Linked DNA regions of Mus musculus: region 2 is linked to region 1. Evidence: chromatin contacts called from public Hi-C data. All regions are on one chromosome and are shown on one strand. The core of a region is the stretch at or near the end of the contact, and the rest is flanking DNA. Distances in the headings are between cores, read along the strand shown.

The links. A called contact is a pair of places that touch in the nucleus more often than the background predicts.
Region 2: a contact with region 1 is called in a Hi-C map of bone marrow-derived macrophages, with 29 read pairs. The contact joins two enhancer-like sites. A contact is called at or near these places in 1 of 15 datasets of contacts at CTCF or cohesin (the NIH/3T3 cell line), 8 of 484 Hi-C or Micro-C datasets (the C2C12 cell line, the HL-1 cell line, bone marrow-derived macrophages and 3 more), 13 of 115 datasets of contacts at active chromatin or transcription factors (the NIH/3T3 cell line, embryonic basal ganglia, embryonic fibroblasts and 7 more) and 4 of 9 other capture datasets (adipose tissue, liver, macrophages and 1 more).

The regions. Positions count from the first base shown.
Region 1 is chr3:122,310,194-122,313,927 of GRCm38.p6, reverse strand. No RefSeq gene overlaps it. Among named protein-coding and RNA genes, the nearest start is that of Gm40139, 9.6 kb to the left of the region's middle. Within about 2 kb of position 1,652, at least 25 of the 459 cell types and tissues checked have an H3K27ac peak or open chromatin away from gene starts, as enhancers often do. A contact at or near this core is called in bone marrow-derived macrophages and pancreatic cancer cells, where this site is marked.
Region 2 is chr3:122,496,572-122,500,305 of GRCm38.p6, reverse strand. All of the region lies in intron 3 of Bcar3 (breast cancer anti-estrogen resistance 3), which reads right to left. Among named protein-coding and RNA genes, the nearest start is that of Gm34349, 18 kb to the right of the region's middle. Within about 2 kb of position 1,620, at least 48 of the 459 cell types and tissues checked have an H3K27ac peak or open chromatin away from gene starts, as enhancers often do. A contact at or near this core is called in bone marrow-derived macrophages and pancreatic cancer cells, where this site is marked.

The DNA of each region.
Region 1 (3,734 bases), core at 403-2,902:
TGTTGTCCGGTCCAAAGAACCACTGTGCACCCCAAAGTAGCCCCAGTTTCCCTTGGATCTCTTAGAATACTTTTTAAAAAAAGATTTATTGATTTTATGTATAAGAGTACACTGTAGCTGTCTTCGGACACACCAGAAGAGGGCATCAGATCCCACTACAGATGGTTGTGAGCCACCATGTGGTTGCTGGGAATTGAACTCAGGACCTCTGGAAGAGCAGTCAGTGCTCTTAACTGCTGAGCCAGCCCTCCAGCCCTCCGGCCCTCCAACCCCTCTTAAAATACTTTTTCATGTGCAGTTTTAGCCATGGTGGAAAGACCTACAGATGGCCAGGATGGTCGTGTCCTATGCCATTGCAACTGTGTGTGGTCCAATCGGGTGGCTTGTTAGAGATGTAAGTACTTGACTTGCATATCCCAAGCCTGTGTGAACCAGAATCCTGTAGGTGGGAGAGGTCACCCTTAGGCTCTGCCTCCTCTCCAGTATACCTTGGGCTCTCCCTATCCTGGGTCCTCTCTAGTAGCTTCTCCTCACGGCATCATTTTCCTGTTAATATTTGACTATGTACATCACCCATGCTCAGATCCTAGGAGCCGGATGTTCTGGAAGGACTAACCCAGAAAGCAGTAAGTAGCGGCTTTACCCACGCTAAGGAATGCTTCTGTTCTCTGCTGCACAGACCTTGGAGCGCTCCCTCTGTCCCATTCCCTTGCTCCAGATTGCTTTTTTTGGGCAAGGTCCCTGCTCTCCTGCCAAGTACAGGCGTGTGTTGCATTCACAAACATGTGCAGTGAAGGTCGCCTGCTTGTCTGGTGGTTCAGATAAGCTTTGCACACAGGTGCCCTGGCCAGCCCAGGGCAAAGGTCAGTGCTCTGCAGAGGGCCAAAGCCACACTTTCCTAAGAGGCCCCTCTGTACTCCCTAACCCACTGAGGGAACTTTAGACCTCAAATCAGGTAGGAAGGCTCTTCCGGAATAAGATGTGCATGTGTGTGTCTTTTATTTGGATATAAGTTTGAAGTTACGGAAAAGTCGTAAGTACAGCATGTGGAATTCCCATCCACTCTACCTAGGTTCACATTTTACCTACATCTGTTTCTATTATGACTTTTATTCTTGGGTGGGGGTGGGAAGGTATCATTCAAAAACAGGTTAAGGACATTATGCCCATTTCCCCCTAAATTATTTTGAGAGAAACATGTCAAAACACAGCACAGTTAACAACTTTGAAAAGCATAATATTGACACAATTTATCTAACCCACAGTCCAAATTAAGATGCTATCAACCACCTTAATATTTCTTATGTCTATGGCTTTTTCCCACCCAAGGACCCATTCAAATCATTCATTCGTTTGTTCACTCGTTCGTTCATTCATTATATCTAGTTGTTCCATCTCTTTAATCTTCATAAACATGGAACTGCTATTTTTTAATTCTTTGACCCTTGCTATTTTTGAAGGCTATCAGATGGTTGCTTAGTAGACTGATCTTTTACCTGGTATTTCAGGATTCAGTTTAGGTAAGCATTCTCTGAGAGGAAAAAAATCACCAAGGTAGCATTTTATCTGGTGAGAAAGCTCCTGCCTGCCCTCTGAACCAATACTAGCAGAGTTACCATTGCTCTCTACAAAGACTGCAAACAACCACTTTGTGGAGGGTGCCCTCTGCTGGCCATTTCTAGCACTGCAGCTGTAAACTTCCAACAACAACCCTGGACACAGGGTTGCGTGACCCTGGGAATTATTCCTCCTTATTAACTTTGATTCCCTCACTGATAGAATGGGGGACATCGGTGTCTTCTCTGCTTCTCTTACAAATTGCAAGGTGGTTGAGTGTGAAAGAGATTTACAAAGATGGTCAGGTGTCTCATATTCAAGCTTACGTTCTTGCTGGCTCCTATGACTTTTCTATAGGCTCAGATTAATGGTCCCTAGAGTGCCAAACCTGCTCTTCGTGATTCCCACTCACTACCTGAAAACCCTCCAATGGTGTTGGGCTCTATGGACATCATGATAAGCGCCATATCCCTGCTGAAGAATCCATGGACACAGGTCAAGGACATAGTGAACTGGCTTTCAGTGTGTCTGTCCGAGCAGGACCACTGCTGGCCTGTGTACCAGCCACTATAGCCTGTGTTCACTGGGGTCACAGCCCTTGCTCTTCCCAGGTGGTAAGAGCAAAGGCACAAACCCTCTGACACCCACCAAACATATCCTCTCAATAGGAATTGTCCCCAGCGTTTTCAATGGCACTGTAGGAATCTGTTTACAAGATGAGTAAAAATTCTCTTTATCCCGACTTTAGGTTTTTTGTCCATATTTTCTTCGCCCCCTTCTCAGAAGCCTAGGTCTCTGTCCACACAAGTTCTCCTTGGTGCCTTTCTTCCCTACTTTATTTTTTATTTTATTTTATTTGGGTTTCGAGACAGGGTTTCTCTGTGTAGCCCTGGCTGTCCTGGAACTCACTTTATAGACCAGGCTGGCTTCGAACTTAGAAATCCGCCTGCCTCTGCCTCCCGAGTGCTGGGATTAAAGGCGTGCGCCACCACGACCGGCTTTTTTCTTCCATACTTTTTTTTTGTTGTTGTTGTTTTTTGTTTTTTGTTTTTCGAGACAGGGTTTCTCTGTATAGCTCTGGCTGTCCTGGAACTCACTTTGTAGACCAGGCTGGCCTCGAACTCAGAGATCCACCTGCCTCTGCCTCTGCCTCCCGAGTGCTGGGATTAAAGGCGTGCGCCACCACACCCGGCATACTTTTAATAACTATTTATGGAACACTCGCTATGCTCCAGGCACTGCGTTGGGCTATATATGTGCTTACCCCCTTATCCCCTCCCCCCGCCCCGTGCCTCCTGAGGGGAAGGCGGGGATGGGGGTGGGGTGGGGGTGGTCCTGCTGTGCTTCTCAGGCATTCTTACCTCCTCCCAGGAGGCCCAGAGCCGCCTCCTCCTCCTCCTCCTCCTCCTCCTCCTCCTCCTCCTCCTCCTCCTCCTCCTCCTCCTCCTCGCTGTTTATTTCCTGCTCTCTTAGGACACGAGAGAGATTTATCCAGGGAGCTCCGAGAAGTAGAAATCAGTAGATTTAAGAAAGAGTGAATCTACTTCTCAACACAGACATAACCGCCTATAGAAGGGGGTGGTGTCTGTTTTTCATCTCAATTTTACCTCCAAAACAGAAGCATCTAGAGTAGTGATCTTGACCTATTTTTCCCCCCTAGGGGTCCTTCATGTTTTAGGGACCTTGGCATTCTCAAGACCTTGCGGAAGCACATGGACTTAGTGACGTGAGATGTTCACGGGGTCTTAACACACCGTGGGAAGTCAGTGGGAAGTGTGGAATATCTGTAAGCCTCACCCTGTAACTTTGGAGCCATGGGAGGATGCGAGAGGGCAGCTTGGCTGGGTGGGAAAGTAGCCTGGGCAGCAGACTGGCAAGGACTACACAGCAACCAGACGGAAGCCACTCCTCATCCACCTGTGGGATTCCAAGGTCAGGTTCAGGCTGCCTCCAAGGTATCCTCTGAGAAAATGAAACAGGATTTGACAGGGTGGGGAGATACCTAGGGGCCCCACACTCTCAGAGAAGGGGGTTGGAGGGACTCTTTGTGAAGGGGGCTGAGAAGGGAGGCAGTGTTCCGGGATCTAAATAAATTAATATATTAATTAATTTTTTAAAATCCAAGAAGTATAGTTATGAAAAAAAAATTTTTTTTTTTTGGCTCTTGAAAGTATTTT
Region 2 (3,734 bases), core at 371-2,870, 190 kb before region 1:
TCTGAGTGTCTGGAGAAGGTAGGTGAGACCCACAGTTGTCCACCTAAACTGGAGACTGGCTATAAAATTCATAAATCATTATAAAATGATGCCTTTTGGGGAATCTGAGTCTAGTTACATCTTTCTCATCATTAGCATTTTGTTGTTGCTGTTTGAGATGAGATTAATGCTGCCCAGGCTGATGTGGAATCGTGTAGCTAAGGGTGGATTTGTATACCTAGACTTCCTGCCTCTGCCTCCCAAGTGCTGGGGTTACAGGCATATGCCACCACATGTGGCTCTGTCACTATGTCTCGATATTAAGAGCTGTTACAACAGTGCTTCACAGCTTGGGCCAGTTGACCACCTCCATCCAGAGGCCCACAGTAATTCTGAACAGCTGTGCGGTCTTGGGCAAGTGACGTTAATTCTTTGTGGAACCTTGGGTTCCTTGTCTGCTAAGTGGGGATAATATGGCACATGATGTTAATAAGGACCAAATGAGTGGGTATCTGTAAGGACTTGGAACTCACTCTGGCAGGGGAATCAGCGCTAATGTTAGCTGTCATTATAATTACATCCAGACGCTATTAATCTAGGCCTGTAAAATAAGAGCAGACTCAGTACCGAGGGTCTGGTGCAGGAGGCACAGAGAGGCTGGGGTTTGGGAAGAAAGCAGATAGGGAAAGGAACCTCTCTCTCCTAGGCTTCTTCAGTCCTCTTGAGAGAACTCAATGACAGTTTGCCATAGTTCAGTTCCTCAGCCAGAACTGATACCAGCCGTCTGGGCAGGGCTCTGAAAACCACCATCCCTCTAACTATGGAAAGAGTGTTTCTGTAACTTGACTTACAAGTCTGGTCTGAACAAGCTGTAGTAGCCAGAGCCCAGGAAATGTTGGAAAAGGGATTTTGGAGGCTCAGAGCCAGCTCCTAGAATGTGCTGAGAACCTCCATTACTGTGGAAACCCATATTTCAACAGCTCTCCAAGGAAGAAAAAAAAGCTAATCTAACCCGGGAGGAGTGGGACCCTGGGTTTCCTGTGTGAGCACCTGAGCCTACAGTTCACATCAAGTACAAGAATGGGCCTGGACATGCAGACAGTGGGAATTCCTAAGCCAGCAGTGGAGGGACAGTAGGGGGCATCTATCAGAGTCCCCCAGAGGATGCACCAGACTCTCATTTGCATGAAGGAGACAGGAGACTCAGAGAAAGATGGCATCTGCATTACCATTAATATTTGCTTTAAGTCTACCCCAGGCTGCAAGGAGAGCTTCCCACTCCTGTAGGGTGTGACACTGTAAAGATCATTAAGAGCTAACATTCATGCCAAAGGGCCACCTCAGGACCTAAGGAAACATGGGACAGCAAGCAGGGATGGAGGCTCCAGCGGGGCACATTCTCTGGGAAGACCACACACACACACACACACACACACACACAGTTCAACGCCACCAAGCTCTGGGGATAGACACACTGCCTAGCCATCCGACCCCGCCTTTTCCCGCTCTGCAGCCTGGGTGAGTTAGTTTGCCTCTTTGTCTTTGAGTTTTCTCCTCTGTCAAAATGAGAAACACTGTGGCCCAGGGCTGTTCTCAAGACAGTTTCACTGGGGTTTGGGCGGGGTGAGGGAAGGGCTGGAGCAGCAGAACTGAATCATGAAGAGTGAGGCATCATAGCTAGGGGAAATAATGAGTCGCTGGGAACAGTGGCCTGGAGGTTTGGTTCGGGAGACACAGGACAGAAACCTGCAAAGGTGTAAGTGTGGGTGTGATATACACCTGTGTCTCCAGCACCTCACCCCTACCTCCAGTCCCCTCCCACCCTTGCTTCCCAAGGACAGTTCCATCTTCACTACAGGCGTGTGGTAGGGAGCATCTTCCTGGCCACCACTGGCCTGGGAGAGGGCCCCTCACCCATCCTGGAAGAAGATACTCTAACCCATTCTGGTAAAAATACCATGAGACTTGTAGCCTGGTGGTTACTTCACCCCGCCATGTTTTTTCTCTTATTTGTTGGTAGGGTGGCGGTGTTTTTCCAAAAGGACCAATGTGGCTGAGACGATGAAACCAGCACTCAAAAGGAAGAGGAACAAGGGATGGCTGAGGCCTCTGTAACACGCAAGTCCCTAAGCACAAATCCCGTGACTTAGCTGATATGAGCTGGGTCTCATGGCTGTTCTAATTGAGGAAGCCAAGAATCAGACACAAGGGACCTGGCACAGGAAGCTGAGGGTCAGATCTTCCTTCCGAGGATAATGTCACTGAAAATGACACGCAAAGCTGCTTTTGAGGGATGAGTGTACTGCAGTGGGCAGAACTCCAGGTGGGGTGGAGCAGTGCTCCGAGCCACAAGGCCAGTGCATCATTTGAAATGTGCTGAAGGTTCAAGACTCCATTTCCACTCCTTACAGGGAGTGGCTGACTCAGAAAGAACCACTCCTTCCTGACCCCTGGCATCTCCTCTGACCTCATTTCCCAAATGACCCTCAGAACTACCTTTTGTTGATGGAAAACAATTCCCAATGCTGTCTCCTACCACGCCCCCCACGTGTTCCCCATTTGAACTCAACTCTCCTTCTAAGACCTCTGCAGTAGCCACTTTCTATGACTTTCTACCTCCTGGCTTCAACTCTACAAACGGCCACCCACAATGCCACAGGACTCTATATCACTCTTCTGCCAAGAGATTTTAGTCACAGTTGCACCCAGCTAAGGCGAGATCCAGAAAGTCTTTCTGCTTATGCCCTAATTAATGGGCTTCTAACACAAAGAATTCTCTGGCTCCTGCCCATGAGGACCAGGGGCCCACACCCCACCCTGCCCCAACCCATTCTTCTAACAGCTCCACCAACTGAAGCCATACACTGATCCTGCTAACCTGCTAGGATCGGTTCTGACCTTGTCGGGAGACCCAGACCACAAAAGGACCATGAATACCGAGGATAGAGGACTTAAGGACGGGGAAGAAGGTTATGAGTGACAGTTGGGGTCTCAGAGCCCACAAGTTTGCATAAAATCCTCAGGCTCTCATTAGTCTATGAGTTGTCAAGGCCTGGGAAACACTAGACTTGTCCCCAAGGGCTCACGGCCACCTACAGAGAAAGCCAAGCTTTTTCCCCCCACAAAGACCCAAACTAACTTGCTATTAAGTCCTTATGCATGGCCCCTGTTCTATGGCTCTGAATATGTTGTCCTGTGTCCTCCTCTGTGTCTCAGTAGTGTGGATGGAAAGACAGACAGACCTGGAGAGGTGCTGACTCTGTAGCCTGGCTGGGGACTGGAGAGCAGCCAGAGGGGAGCCAGACAAGGTATAGGATGGGTCTGAAGCTTAAGCTAACGATCTGAGAGGAGTCTACTCAAAGACTGCAGGCAGCTGTATGAAAGGCCTCAGGATATTAGGTCTTTAGGGAAGATGGTCATCAGGCCTTCTTTGCCTCTGGGTCCCAGAACCTTGCCCAGTGCCTCACACACAGCTGTGCCTTAGTAGATACTTTCTGCCAGAGACAGAATCACGCCCATCAGCTCACCTGCCATGTGGTAGCTTTTTTTTCCCTTCCTTCCTTCCTTCCTTCCTTCCTTCCTTCCTTCCTTCCCCCCCCCCTCTCTCTTTCTTTCTCTCTCTCACTACTGAGTGTAGAGAAGAGAGTTTGCAGGCTAGTCAAAGACGAATAACCTTAGGCACATTCTGACTTTTTCTCTGGCACTCAGGGATGAGAGTTCACCTCTCACAGAACAACCTAATACTCAAGAAGAAC